2 separate regions of the Mus musculus genome follow, and region 1 is linked to region 2. The links are chromatin contacts, called in public Hi-C maps. All regions are on one chromosome and are shown on one strand. The core of a region is the stretch at or near the end of the contact, and the rest is flanking DNA. Distances in the headings are between cores, read along the strand shown. Region 1 overlaps Taf3 (TATA-box binding protein associated factor 3). Region 2 overlaps Gm13219 (predicted gene 13219).

Region 1 (7,354 bases), core at 4,799-7,298, 640 kb before region 2:
TGTGACTATTTACCCAAGTATATTAAGTGATGTTTTAAGGTCAAGAGAGAAAGTGATAGGAGCGCACTGGAGCCATTGGGAGACCACTGCTCACTTGGCCTGCCTGGGGAGCTGGGGAGCCGATTGCCAGCTCTGTCAGAGCCGGGGCTTTGCGCAGGCCTTGGTTTGGTTTTCTCTACTGACCTGAGGGATTTCTATGAAACCTTATGTCAGTTGAACTACTTAGGTAGGGAAGGTAAGAGAGGAAGAGTGGAACTTGAGGTTTACGAGGTAGGCAGATTACAAATAGCATCGGATGTCTTCCGTAGCAGGTTAACTTGAGCTCTACTTAATTACAGATTGAAATATGAAATCATTTTACTTTCTTATATACCATGGTAAAAGAGTTACACTTTTGAGAGTGACTGGCCATGGTCTTGAGGGCTTTTCCTAGAGAGTTTTGACAGTAGCATAATCAAATCCTCATCTTTGTCCATATCTACTATTTACAAGCTGTCAGAGAAATGGGTGACATGGCCAGTGGCTTATAGCAGGCTGGTGTCATTTAGACTTGTGTGATTTTAATTCTCTGCCTGGCGTTTGGTATGTTGGAATATTTCAGGTTCTGTAATAGTCTGTAGTTACCGGCACAGGCATTACTTATACTTGGACACACTTTGGTTTTCACCAGCTCTGATCCTCTGATCAGTTAGAAGATTCCAGACCTTCTTATTCTACTGAACAGAGAAAACCCTAACCTTGATTCTTGAGTTAATGTTTCATGGTGAATGTTTCATAAGTAAGAATTTACCTTAGAGTATTAATATATAAAATACAGTAGATGTTAATTGTTTTATATCTTTAATTTTAAAAATGTATCTTTAGAGGAGAGGAGGTAGCTGGAGGTGAGTAGACAACCTCCAGGAGTCTCTCCTTTCCTTCTGCCATGTGGGTTCAGGGATTAAACACTGGTCAGCAAGCTTGGTGGCAAGCATCTCTACCCACTGAGCCATCTTGTTAGGCCTTTTCTTTTAATATCTTTTTACTTCTACATAATTTTTTTATCATGAGATCTACTGGCGCATTATAGAAATCTGTATGTTGTGTTTTTGTTTTTGATCATCAAAGATAGTACTTTTCATATATTTTAATACAAATTGGGGTATGAAGTCTTATGAGAAAGTCCCTTTGGCCTTATTTACCTGAGTCCCATTCTCTTCATACTAGAGTGAAATAGAGACTGAGTGCCCTGGGAGTCTATTCTTTTGTTGTTCTTTATAATACCAATAACAACATACTGTTTCTCTTCTTTGTGTGCAATAAGGACTGACCCAGAATGGCCAGGCCCTTAGAGCCCATCTGCTCTAAGAAATGCAGCATCTCGGATTGGGGTTTGGGCTCAGTTGATACAGTACTTATTTGGCATGCGCAGCGTTCTGCATTCAGAACCTGGCACATCACAGAAGCTGGTCATGGTGGACATACCTGTAATCCCAGCACTCAGAAAGTAGACTGAAGAACACCAGAAGTTCAAGGTCTTGGATTCATAACGAATTCTAGTTCATGATCAGACCAAAAAATTAAAAGTCACAAAAGTGTTGCTATAAGCCAAAAAAATTAGCACCTCATAATTTGTTTTAATAAAGCTTTGTCTTTGGTGTTTTTAGACAGTGCTTAATTTCAAAGGCTTGATATCACATTCCAAGTAGGTGTGGCACTTGATACTGACTCTGTGAATGGGCTTGGCTTGTGAGTGTCAACTCTAGGTGGGAATGGTTTTTTTCTAAGTACTGAATGCTTTCCATGTTACTCTCTGGATATTGCTTCAAGCATGTCTGTGCAGTCCTCACAGCTGCTCTGAGGTTTTATCATTATCCTCATTGTAGGCGAAAACCAAAAGCTAAAACCCCAAGCAGTGGTACAGGGGAGCCACCTGACTGTCTGAGAGCATAGGAGATCTATGTACAAAGCCAGGCTTGTACAACAGCCTGGGATTTTGTTTCTTAATTTTGCAGTGAATAAGTATGTGTAAGACAACTGGGAGAGTACAGAGACTCTAAGAGTCAGACTGTCTCCCCTTGTTTAATTTAGATAACCTGAGTGTTGGTTTAGAGGACACCAAAGTCAGTTTGCTTGCTTCTTCATTTTTAGCTCGCTTTTCACATGCTGTCTTTCAACTAGGGCTTTTCTGGGATTCGTTACCAAGAATTGTAACCTACCCTCTGTACATGGAAATGTGCCCTTCATCCCTGCTGTGTGGTTTCTGGATTCCAGGAGAGCAACACTGACATCCAGAATCCTCTGACAGGGACGCTCTCTTCAGCTCATTTTAGGATGGATGAGAAAAGTAATGATGCTGTCTATCTGTCCAACACCCTTGGCTCCTGAAATCAGGGCTCAGCTGAATCGCTCACTGTTTTCTGGTCTGATCACATTTCTTTCATCCCTACTTCCCTGTCTTTGCTTGTCATTGGTCATCCATTGATCCATCCTCCCTCCCTCTCTCTCTTCTCCCCTCCCCTATCCCCCTCCCCTATCCCCCTCCCCTCCCCTATCCCCCTCCCCTCCCCTATCCCCCTCCCCTCCCCTCCCCTATCCCCCTCCCCTCCCCTCTTCTCTTCTCTTCTCTTCTCTTCTCTTCTCTTCTCTTCTCTTCTCTTCTCTTCTCTTCTCTTCTCTTCTCTTCTCTTCTCTTTCTTTGACAGTTTTTGTCTGTATAGCCCTAGCTGACCTAGGATTTGCTCTGTAGGCCAGGCTAGCCTTGAGCTTAGAGATCTGCTTGCCTCTGCCTCCTGAGTACTGGGATTAAAGGTGTGTGTCACTATGCCTAGCTCATCTTCTTTTTTCCTTATATATTAACTTGTGTGTGTGTACATGAGTGTGGTGCCCACAGAAGCCAGCCCTGTAGAGCTAGAGTTAGAGGCAGTTATGAGCCACGTGCTGTGGCTGATCAGAATTGAATTCAGGTCCTCTGCAAGAGTAGTGTGTGTTCTTTTGTGGTCTTAACCACTGCACAATCTCTTCAGTTACTTGTCTTTGCTCTTGATGGAATGACTTTAAACTATCCTCATTTGACAAGGAAACAGGAAGGAATTGGTTGCTAACTGTACAGTATTGTGTACCTTGGTGAATGATGATGGCACTTTATTCTCTTCATTTAGGGACTTTTGGTTTTTTACCTCCCTCCACCAGGGTGTACTCATCTATTTGTTTGTTTGTTTGTTTTTTCTATTTTATTGACTGTTTCACACCTAGCACTTATAACACAGTGCTTAATATATACAAAATGTCTTTTGGGCAAGTTACTCTTCTTTAGAGAATGTATTATTTCATGATAATTATTATGCTTAGTGACATAGCATTTCTGGCTTTTAAACTGTATGTTATATATTTTATCTTATGTGTGTGAATGTTTTGTATGCACTCCATGGGTGTGCTTGATAGCCTCCGAGGACAGAAGACGTTGTCAGGTCCCATGGAACTGGAATTACTAATTATGAGCCCCATGTTAGTGCTGGCAACTAAAGCCAGGTCCTCTGCAAGAGCAGCAAGGACTTCTCAGCTCCCAGCACCGCCCCAGCCCCTGGGAGTCTTCCTGTTTTATGTCTTCCAAACCATGGAACAATAAATGTGATTACTCATGGTCACTGTAGAGACTGGACTTCACTCTAACATTTTCTTTAAAGCAATGATTCTTGAAGTTTTAAATGATTTTATAATCTATGATATGTTTAAAAAAACCAAACATGAGTTTACTATCTTTCAAAGTAATTGGTAATTCAGGAACAGGAGACGGCGGTCTAGTCTTCCCATTTCCAGCTCTGTGCTTAGGTGGTGCAGTGAATGCGCACTGTTGCCCTAGGAATTTTAAACGTAGTGGAAAGCACACCGGCTTAATGTCTTGCCAGACAATGTGTGCTGCTCATTCATTCACCATGGTTTTAGCATCATTATTGGATGATGTCATATCTTTTCTAAACTAGAGTTTTAGTCATTGGTATGATTAAAAAGTAAGAGGTACGTAAAATCTACTGAAAAACAGGAAACAGGAGTGGCTGGTCCAATTAGCAACGTTTTAAATATTTGCACATATGTCGTTTAAACAGTGATCAACTCTTATTACATGAATTCTGAATTGTTAGTCTATAACTACTTAACCAATAGAATCACTTTTGTGGCCTGAGACAGTAAGGGCACTGTGAACTGAAAAGCTTCACTACCACTTGGTTTCCTCAGTAAGTGGTAATAGCATCCTCAACAGGAACATTTAGGTGTTGGGGAGCAAAATGAGATCTTCCATAACAAACATAAGGGTTTAGGCTGAGATTGCTGTCAGTCATAGATTCTGGGAGTCTTTGAACTATGCATATTTATTAAGCCTTAGTTTAAGAAAATCTATGTTTAGTGAGCTTTATTTAAGAAGTTCTACTTTAGAACTGTTTTAGAATTCTTTACAGTAGCAAACATAGAAGCCATATAACTCTCAAGATTCCACCCTTTAGAAAGGATTTTTTCCTTTGTTGAGGACCCAGGTTTTATGTACCAGGTAGACAATGCCAGATTCAGTGTTTGTTCATCGAGATAGATAGGGTCTCTCTATGACACCCTGGCTGTCCTGGAGCTCTCTGGGCAGACCAAGCTGGCCTCAAACACACAGAGATCCTCCTGCCTTTGCCTCTGCTGGGATTAGAGGCCTGTGCCACTATGCCTGGCAGATTTAGTATTTTAAATGTGCAGGGTCATACACACACACACACACACACACACACACACACACACACACACACACGCACACAGTCTGTCTTGAAACCAGCCTTACAGCTTTAGGGCCAAGGCCAAGGCTCTCCTGTGGGTTACATTGCTCCCAAGTCATAACCACTGCTGCCCTCCAAAAGTAACAGAGTAGCTACACTTGCTGTTTAAAGCTTTATGTGCTCTTACATAAAGTGGTTTTTGTTGCCTGTCCCAATAGTTCTTAAGTGTGTAGCTCTCATATTGCTTAGTGTGGAGGTTAGCAGAATGGTCAGTCTTGTGCATTCTGAACTAGTAAGCTCAAACATCCTTAATGGGAATAAAGCCTGCCAGCCTTTGTCTATGTGGGTCTCAGCTGCAGGCCCTTTAGCAGCAGGAGCCTTGTCATATTTGGTCTGTGTTCCCAGACAGCACCATGGACATGGGCTTCTTGCTATGTCAGGATGCTGCAGGCTAACTGTGTGTGCTCCTGACTTAGATCTACAGTTGTCCACTTCTCAGAACAGTCTTGGCTTTTATAAAGCTTCTATGGGGAGAGATGTCTGTGTTGGGGGTTATTCTTTTCCTTTACCACCTCATAGACACCCCAGTACTGCCTATAAAGATCCACTGTTTCTGTAAGAAGTCAGGTGTCTTTGGAGTGATATGTCATGGGTCTAAATATTGATATTGTTTTGTGAGATGGGTATCTTTCTTTTTTAATTTCAAGACTGTATTTGGTTTTCAGCAGTTCAACTGTGGTTTCATCCTTTTATGCTTGAGAAGTGTACTTTTTCTTCTCTAGTCTGTCATCTTTGTGAGACCTCAGCTAAACATATGTTAAACTTCACTTTTTAAGATTTATTTTTAACTATGTATATGTGTCTGTGCAGCCATATGTGCACATGAGTGCAGGTGCCTGTGCAGGCCAACGGCTTCAGATCTCCTGAACCTGGAGTCATGGACAGTTGTGAGGCACACGATGTGGTTTCTAGAACCAAACCCAGCTTCTCTGCAAGAGCAGTACACACTCTTACCTGTTGAAGCGCCTCGGCAGCCCCAGGGTTAGACTCGTGCTTTGTTTGCTTTGAGACAGCGAGAACCTGAGACAGGAGAACCTCTTTTGGTTGTCTGAGTTGGACTCTGACTGCCTTTTTTCTTTGGCAGGCTTTGTTAGCATTTCTCCCTATAACTACTAAGTCCTAGTTATGCTCCTGGCATTAATGTTAGTCTATAGAAGAGTCTGAGTTTTGTTGCACTTTACTGATGAGTGTTGATTTTGCTTCTGTTGGTTGCTTATGGCAGCAGGAAGTTAGTTTGGCTGAACTCAGACTGGCAGCTGTGCGTCCCAGGCTGAGCAGCAGCTGAAGTCTGTTGCTTCGGCGTCACTGTGGGTGCTCCTCTTACTACTTCTGAGGTAGGTTATCATAATGTAGTGCAGACTGGCCTTCTGGCCATGGTTGTCAGATCTCAGCTCCTGGACTTTGGGGTTGCAGGTGTGTCACACCTGGCGCTTGCTTGGGATCCTGCCTTTTTAGCCTTGATTGACATATACCTGGTATGGAATAAATCCCATGTGTTTCAAGTCTGCATTTTGATAAGTTTTGAGATGTGTCAGTACTTCTGAAACCATTTTCACAGACAAATGAGAAAATATCCACCTCCCCAGGAGTCTCATCTCCCCTCTCCCCAGTTCTGTCTCCAGATAATCGCTGGCCTGTTTCCATCATAGAAAATGTCTTTTGTTTCTTCCCACTCACTCAATTATATTGAGATTCATCCATATCATTGCTAATTTCTATACTCCGGCCTTTATTGAGGAGTAGCAATTATATATATATATATATATATATATATATATATATACACACATACATATACACACACCATAGCTTATTTACCCACTCACCTGTTAATGGACATTCCAGTTGTCTCTTGTTTTACAGTTTCTGATAAAGTTACAGTGAGCATTTGTGCTTTCATTTATCTCAGATAAATACCCAGGGAAGGCTGAGAGAGATAAACTTTTTAATCTCTGATCTTGGGATCAGATATTGTCTATGAAAATGCAGAGAGCTCTGCAGGCCCACTTCTTAGCTTACGAGTAGGCCAGCTCTTTAGGCTCATTGTAGCTTTGCCATGAGGCCCTTGTCTTTCCACATCAGTCTTTGGTCAGGCTCCTGACTTGTGCAGAAAAGACTGTAGGGAGTTTGGGGACTGCATAGAGTCTCTAGGTCACTTTGGAGGAATTCCTGTTGTGGCACTGTTGAACCTTCCAGTTCATGAGCATGATTTAGTTCTTCCTTCCTAACTCACTTGGTTTTCCTTAGCATTGTGCAGTAGTTTTCAGTGTGCCTCTTATGCATAATTTATTAACTTACCCATACATATTTTATATTTAATGCTACATGACCTGGGTTTTATTTAATTATGTACTTGGCTTAAGAGCCAATTTAAGTTCAAAAAGCAAAATTGATCTGAACATACAGAAAGTTTGGCATGCCCACTGTATCTCCATCCACAGCCCCTGCCACGGACACACTAACTGAGGGTGTACTGAGGAGCACACTGTCAGCTTGCTATTGCTCCAGCTCTGCTCTTTACTTAGGGCTCACCCTTGCTCTGCAGGTTTTCTATTTTGACA
Region 2 (7,268 bases), core at 3,825-6,324:
CTCATTCAGGTTTTCCAGTTTTGATGAGTATAGCCTTTTGTGGAAGGATCTGATGGTGTTTTATATATCTTCAGGATCTGTTGTTATGTCTCCCTTTTCATTTCTGATTTTGTTAATTAGGATGCTGTCCCTGTGCCCTGTAGTGAGTCTGGTTAAGGGCTTATCTAGCTTGTTGATTTTCTCAAAGAATCAGCTCCTGGTTTGGTTGATTCTTTGAATAGTTCTTTTTGTTTCTGCTTGATTGATTTCGCCCCTGAGTTTGATTATTTCCTGCCATCTACTCCTCTTGGGTGAATTTGCTTCCTTTTGTTCTAGAGCTTTTAGGTGTGTTGTCAAGCTGCTAGTGTATGCTTTCTCTAGTTTCTTTTTGGAGACACTCAGGGCTATGGGTTTTCCTCTTAGAAATGCTTTCATTGTGTTTCATAAGTTTGGGTATATTGTGGCTTCATTTTCATTAACCTCTAAAAAGTCTTTAATTTCTTTCTTTATTTCTTCCTTGACCAAGTTATCGTTGAGTAGAGTGTTGTTCAGTTTCCATGTGAATGTTGGCCTTCTATTATTTATGTTGTTATTTAAGATCAGCTTTAGTCCATGGTGATCTGATAGGATGCATGGGACCTTTAAGTTGAAAAAATCTTCATTCTAATCTACTCCTATTATCTGTAGGTTTGGTCTTCTCATTGTGTTCTGGATTTCCTGGATGTTTTGAGTTAGGATCTTTTTGCATTTTGCATTTTCTTTGATTGTTGTGTCCATGTTCTCTAAGGAATCTTCTACACCTGAGATTCTCTCTTCCATCTCTTGTATTCTGTTGCTGATGCTTGTGTTTGTGGTTCCTGATTTCTTTTCTAGGGTTTCTATCTCCAGAGTTGTCTCCTTTTGATTTTTCTTTATTGTTTCTATTTCCATTTTTAGATCCTGGATGGTTTTGTTCAATTCCATCTCCTGGTTGGTAGTGTTTTCCTGTAACTCTCTAAGGGATTTTTGTGTTTCCTCTTTAAAGGCTTCTAGCTATTTACCTGTGTTTTCCTGTATTTCCTTCTTAAAGTCCTCCATCATCATCATCATGAGAAGTGACTTTAGATCCATGTCTTGTTTTTCTGGTGTAATGATGTATCTGGGACTTGCTAAGGTGGGAGAGTTTGTTTCTGATGATGCCAAGTAACCTTGGCTTCTGTTGCTTCTGTTCTCATGCTTGCCTCCTATTATCTTATTATCTCAAGTGCTTGCTGCCCTCAATATATCTGATTGGAGTCTGTTCTTCCTATAATCCCAGTTGATTCAGGACTCCTTAGAGTCCAGCTTTCTCTGTGATCCTTTGATTGTGTGCTCCTGTGAACCTGAGAATCTGGGTGTGTCAGAGATTTTGGCAGTCAAGCTTCCCCTGAGACCCTGAAATACTGGTGTGACCCAGCTCCTGGGATCCTGTTGTCCTAAGATCCTAGGCATGTTACAGTGCCTGGAAGTGGTGTCTCCTTTGAGGACCGTAAAGCTGTCTGGTCAGTGATCCTAAGATCAAGTGGAGAGTCCTCTGGGGACTGTGGGGGTGTCTGCCGATTCTGTGCCCAAGGTGACCTGGTGCTGGTGCCAACAGGAAGGGACATGTAGCTGGTCAAGGTCCCTGGTTTTCTGCTTCCCTTCTGCTGTCTCAGGTCCCTCATGATTGGATTGGAACCGATGTTGTGTTCCACTCACCAGTGATCCTAAGATGTCGTGGGGAGTCAACTAGGGACCGTGGGTGTGTCCACTGACTTCGTGACCTCCACAATGATACTCTTATAAAAAAAAACATTTAATAGGGTCTGGCTTACAGTTCAGAAGTTTATTCCTTTACCTTCATGGCCAGAAGCATGGCAGACAAGGTGCTGAAGAAGGAGCTGAGGCAGCAGGAAGTGACTACCTCACCCAGCCTGGGTTGACCATGTGACCTTATAAAGCCTGCCCCCAGGGGTCACTTCCTGCAACAAAGTGACACCTACTCCAACAAGCCCACCTCACTCTCCTATTTTTGGAACTTCAGGATTCTATGCAAAATAGGAGCAGTAGAAATTACTTATATCACTTTGCTTTAGCTCCCTCTCAATTCCACTTGGTAGATGTCACATTGCCTATCCCTGTGAGACTGGCCTGATGATCCCCACGGCTGTAACAACATAGAAGCTGTCCACTGATGTCTTAACAACAGCAAAGTCTGCTCATACTTATGGTTGGCAGTGATCAAATACTGCGGCTGTGGAAGTCCACATATGAAGTCCACTGTCCTTGGGAGCACTGAAAATTCTGCTCATCTCTGCTGTGTACTCTTTATTGTCTCTGAGGGGGTGAAAATGAGGCAGAGGTCAAAGGATTATAGTAGTGCATTAGTTTTCAAGTGAGATACTCTGACACACACACACACACACACACACACACACACACACACACGTGTCCCTTCATGTCTCTTCTTTGGTTTCTCACTGACATGAAGCTTTGCAAAGCCCCATATTTCCATTATGCGCTGGCTCACCATTGGCTCAGAAAAAAAAAATGGAGCCAGATAATTATGAACCACAACCTCTGAGTACCTAGGCAAAACTAAATTTTCTTCTTTTAAATGGTTTCTCTCAGGTCTTTGTCATAAAGACTAAAAGTTTTGAATGAACCCCTACCCGTGAAATGCCTAATTGCTTGAGTTGTCTCTATTTTTCATATGCATAGAAAATTGCCAATACTGTTTGTAGATGATTAAGATGAGGGATCAAGACAAAACTAAGGATGGAGACTGTGTCAGGTCATCAGGTTCTAAATAAACATGGACAAACCACTAGCGTTCGCTGTTATTTTCTCAGCTGAGGTTTACGTAAAGCACTTGGTAATTATTTGTCAAACATGTACACAGCGTATACCCGTCCATCTCCTCTACTTACACAATATATCTGATATGGCTTTGTAACTTTCCTACCATTACTCTTCTGTAAAACTACAGTATTATAGCCGCAGTGCGAACAGAACAATCACAGTTTTTACTTGAATTTTATGGAGTTGAGCTCACAATTGCTTGTTAATTCACCTTTCCATTTCCCCTTTCCAGTTATTACCAGAAAGTCCTATCAACGTATTGGTTCTCACAAAATAACTCCTGTATTGCGTTTCCTTGGAGTGAAAGGTATGTAATTTTCAAAGATTTGTGCTATATTCTTGCTGGGTATGCTCTGCTTGTTCTGTCTCTGCACTACTGATATATTCTGCGGCTGACTTCTGCTTTGATGGCTAACTAAATGAAAAAAATTTCCAAGATCTCAGTTTATCCAGAAAGTGCAGCCACTTGCTCTCCACTGTAGGTCTCGTGTTTGCAGTGGTTTCAACTATACAATGTTAGCGGATACTCTTCTCTGCTTGTGCTACATTCATAGTTTCATTATGGATCCTGGAGGGATGAGGCTACACACTCCAAGTTTCAGTCTCGAGAGTCTTTTGGCTTTGTCCCAGAGCTTAGTGTTCCTGTACAGTAGACTCTGTTCTTTCCAAGAGAGAGAGAAAAAAAAATAGATTCAGCAATAGTCTCTTTGTGCATCATGCAAACAGACTTACTGGTTTTGCATTTATTCGTTATCTTAGTGTACCTGGGCATTTCTTGAAAGTAGGGTCAGTTTGTTCTCAACCTTACAAACCTAATCTATATGAAGATGAATAAACTAATAACTGTCCTATTACTTTGTGGTCCTGTGTCCCATTAACTTTCTTTATAAATTAGGTAATGGAAAGATAGATATATTGCTAGCTTCAAAAGTGGCTGTTTTAAGGACTGAAGATGTGACGTTTTGATAGAATATTTCTGTAGAATAGGTAAGAGCGTGGGTTTAGTCTCTAGTAGTACAAAGAGAAATCAACAGGTTTTAGTCTTGAAGGAGAGAAAGGGGCAGGACAGGTTTTCCAACAAAGTCCCTGTTTCTCTGGCAGGGGATGATGAATTGCGCTCCAGTTATCTGTTGCTTTCTTGGAAGAATTCAGAACACTGTGTTTACAGTAGTCCCTAATGTCTACTATTACCCTCTTAAAACTGGGTAATGGATTGATGGATTGGGAACCAAATGCATGCAGATAAAACAAGCCTGGAGTTATTGAAGTGAAAGATGTTTGGAAGAATTTTATTCTTCCTGAGTTGTTTTGAAGGTGTGAGATGTTGCTGTTAGACATTTACAGCTTTAAATAAAACATTAAACATAAAAATAAAAAACATACAAATAAATAAATAAAACATAAACATAAAACATAAAACTTTAACTTTAAATAAAACATTAGTTACCCTGGAAGAGTGAGGGTCTTTAAGCATTTTCTTATTTGAGCTCACTAACAGGAAACTGAAGGCATGAAAATATTCTTAAAGAAGTAGCTGGCAGGGGAAAAAAAGGATGGGACAGTGGTTTAGAAGCTTTTAAGTGTCTTAAAAATGAGCTCTGAGAAATCAAAGGAAAGAATTATGTACCTAGTGATCTATCTATTCATTTCTGAGGGTTCCCACGCTTATAAAGAAATATAACAGAGAGGGAATTAGTTAAGTGACTGGGTTCACTGATAGTCACCTAGCTCATCGATCAATTTTGCAGTACAAGGAAAAATGTTTAATGAAATACCTGAGCAATAGAATTGCAGACAAAAAGCACACACTTGACTAGACAGCAAACTTAACAGAGAAAAGAGATCAGAAAGTATGGGATTAGCCATAGCAAGAAACCTGAGCATCTGCTTGTTAACATGTGCAGAACCATCCCTCACTTGCTCCAAGTTTCTCTGGTGGAGATCCTTAATTGTTATGATCATCTGAGCCATGCTTACTTGATTTCATCCAAATGTGCTTTCAGAATTACAGAAGTTGTCTCTTTCTCACACTTGGCCAGGCTTCTTGCTATTCAAACTATCAGACCTGACATTTGGTTCCTGCCATACACAAAGCTTGAGATGACAGGGAAATTGTTTTCTGGGAACCATCTCTCATTCCTGCTGCTGATGAATTGCCAAGCCCTTCTGAGAACACAACCCATCAGTCCTTTGAAACAGAGCGTCAGATAACGTAGTCACGCTCAGCTGATTCTCCAACAGATAAATGGTGAACTTCACCGAAGCTACCTGCCCACAAGTCTTTTGAGCTGAAAACAGTCGAGTCTCAGATAACAAAGGAACTTGATGACTTTTAGCATAGTCATGGTTTTCCTTGGCCCACACATAGACAGTGGTGATTTCTGGGTCTTTTAAAGCATTTTATTTGCATATCTCATCTTTAGTAACTCATGCTCGAACCACAGAAATGGTTAGAGGATCCATGATGCTAGACACACACGACATGTTCAAGAAATATTAGAGGGACCAAGGAAAGGGAGAGCTAGACTTTGTTATGTGTAACTGGCCATTGGTAGCACTGCTGCCTTTGATATGCCCCCCAAGAAGTATTTTATATGCTCAGAGCTCAATTAATTGATACATAAGTATGGTCCTCCTCAAGCATAGAGGTTCATTATGCCAATGTTTGTATCTTTCCATTTTTTTTACTGTGGCTTGCAAACATTAAAAATAAACGCCCAAATAAGCTAAGACTAGGGAATGAGATATTGACTATGACCCAAGATTCTAGCATAGCTAGTCACCGACAGACTAGCCTGGGGACTGGATTGTGTTAGGTGACATGCATAGATTAATTTTTCTAGATTCTTTGCTAGAATAGAGTACGGCAAAATGTTCTCATTTTGTAAGGAAGGCAGTGTTTTAGATATGATTTAATTATCCGGTAGTAAGGACCTTGCAAAAGAGACTTAAAGGACTTTTAGTCACCTTCAAGGTGACCTCCATCATCTTGCAGACGTGAGCTTCAACTGATATGCTATTTTGATTTTGTGTTTTAAATCAGGGCTGATGATTTTGACAATAGTAATAATAATATGAGCACTAATAGGGTTAATACTTATTGAAAGTTTACAACATGCTGGGGATCACTGATAATTTTTTGACATCTATTTTTTAATTCAATGCCTACAACAATCAACCTGCCGGATAACTGCTTATTACAATGAGGAAGCTGTGGCTTAGAGTTAAGTAAATTGCCCAAGGCCACAGAGCTTGTTAACCGGCAGATCTACACTGGATTTTAGAAGTAGGTTGTGCTGGTGCAGATCAGTCAAAGCAGAAAGACTGATAGTAATTTTAGGATTTAAATAGGTTCAATGCAAGCAGAGCAGACAAATAACTAACTACAATTCATAGTTTTCTGCACATGTCTGTTGTTTTAATTGCATTCAAACCTTTTGATCAAGGGTTTGCAAATTATGGCCTCTGACTTCAATCTTATCTACCACCTGTTTTTATATGGATTGTGAGCTAAGAATGATTTGTTTGCTTTTAAATGGTTGAAAAAATTGAAATCATATTTTGTGGGTATGTGAAAAAAATATGAACTTCATACCCTCATGTCTATAAATAGGTGTTAATAGACTAGTGTTAAAATATTATCTACCCTGGTCCTTGGACTACAGTGGTAGAGTTCAATAGTTGTGACAGGAATTTGGTGGTAAGCAAAGCCTAAAATATATATTGTGTGGTTCTTTTCATAAAAAGCTTATGAGGAGACAAAGGTGATACTACATACCTGTAATCCCAGAACTTAGGATATGAATATAGAAAGGTCATCCTTAGCTATCTCATGAGTTCTAGGATATCCTGGATCATAAGAATTCTTGTTTCAAAACAAAAACCAAAACAAAAAAAATCTGAAAGTCAAAAAGATAAAGAAAAATCAAAATCATAACAGCTCTTCCTTTTAACTTTCTGTAGCAAAGTGGTGGGAAGAAAGATTTTAAAAGCAGATTGAATTATACATTTAGTTTTCCTCACTTTTATATACAATTGGAAAATGCTATTTAACTGTTATGTACCTCAGTTTCAACATATGAACAATGGTGACAATTGTACTAGCCTCAAAGAACTAGAGTAAAAAGTGCTAATATATCAAGAACAATGCCTGACATGTGGTTAGAGTTACCATTGTCCTTATCATGATAAATTTTTATGAGATAGGTATTAATCACTTTTGTTAACATCCTGTAGCTCCATTGCAGATGAGTTCAGTTAGAGATGGTGAGACTCTTGTTGACCTACATTGCCTCTTTGCTTATCAGAACTGGAATGGTTTCCTTGCCTCCTCTTGCCTTAGGTCAGAAGCAACAAGTCACCAACAGCTAATCCACACACCCATCTACTCAAGTACTACTGGTTCTGTCTTCACTGTCATTGGCCTTGGG

Evidence for each region. Hi-C and Micro-C count contacts between places; a contact is called where the count stands out from the background.
Region 1: a Hi-C map of group 2 innate lymphoid cells shows a contact between it and region 2, with 5 times the contacts expected there. The contact joins two enhancer-like sites. A contact is called at or near these places in 5 of 484 Hi-C or Micro-C datasets (the HPC-7 cell line, epidermal suprabasal cells, group 2 innate lymphoid cells and 1 more) and 1 of 115 datasets of contacts at active chromatin or transcription factors (astrocytes).

Annotation. Positions count from the first base shown.
Region 1 is chr2:10,013,850-10,021,203 of GRCm38.p6, reverse strand. All of the region lies in intron 2 of Taf3 (TATA-box binding protein associated factor 3), which reads left to right. Among named protein-coding and RNA genes, the nearest start is that of Taf3, 31 kb to the left of the region's middle. Within about 2 kb of position 6,048, at least 28 of the 459 cell types and tissues checked have an H3K27ac peak or open chromatin away from gene starts, as enhancers often do. A contact at or near this core is called in group 2 innate lymphoid cells, where this site is marked.
Region 2 is chr2:9,375,982-9,383,249 of GRCm38.p6, reverse strand. The region is part of intron 1 of Gm13219 (predicted gene 13219); the gene reads right to left. Among named protein-coding and RNA genes, the nearest start is that of Gm13219, 27 kb to the right of the region's middle. Within about 2 kb of position 5,074, at least 7 of the 459 cell types and tissues checked have an H3K27ac peak or open chromatin away from gene starts, as enhancers often do. A contact at or near this core is called in group 2 innate lymphoid cells, where this site is marked.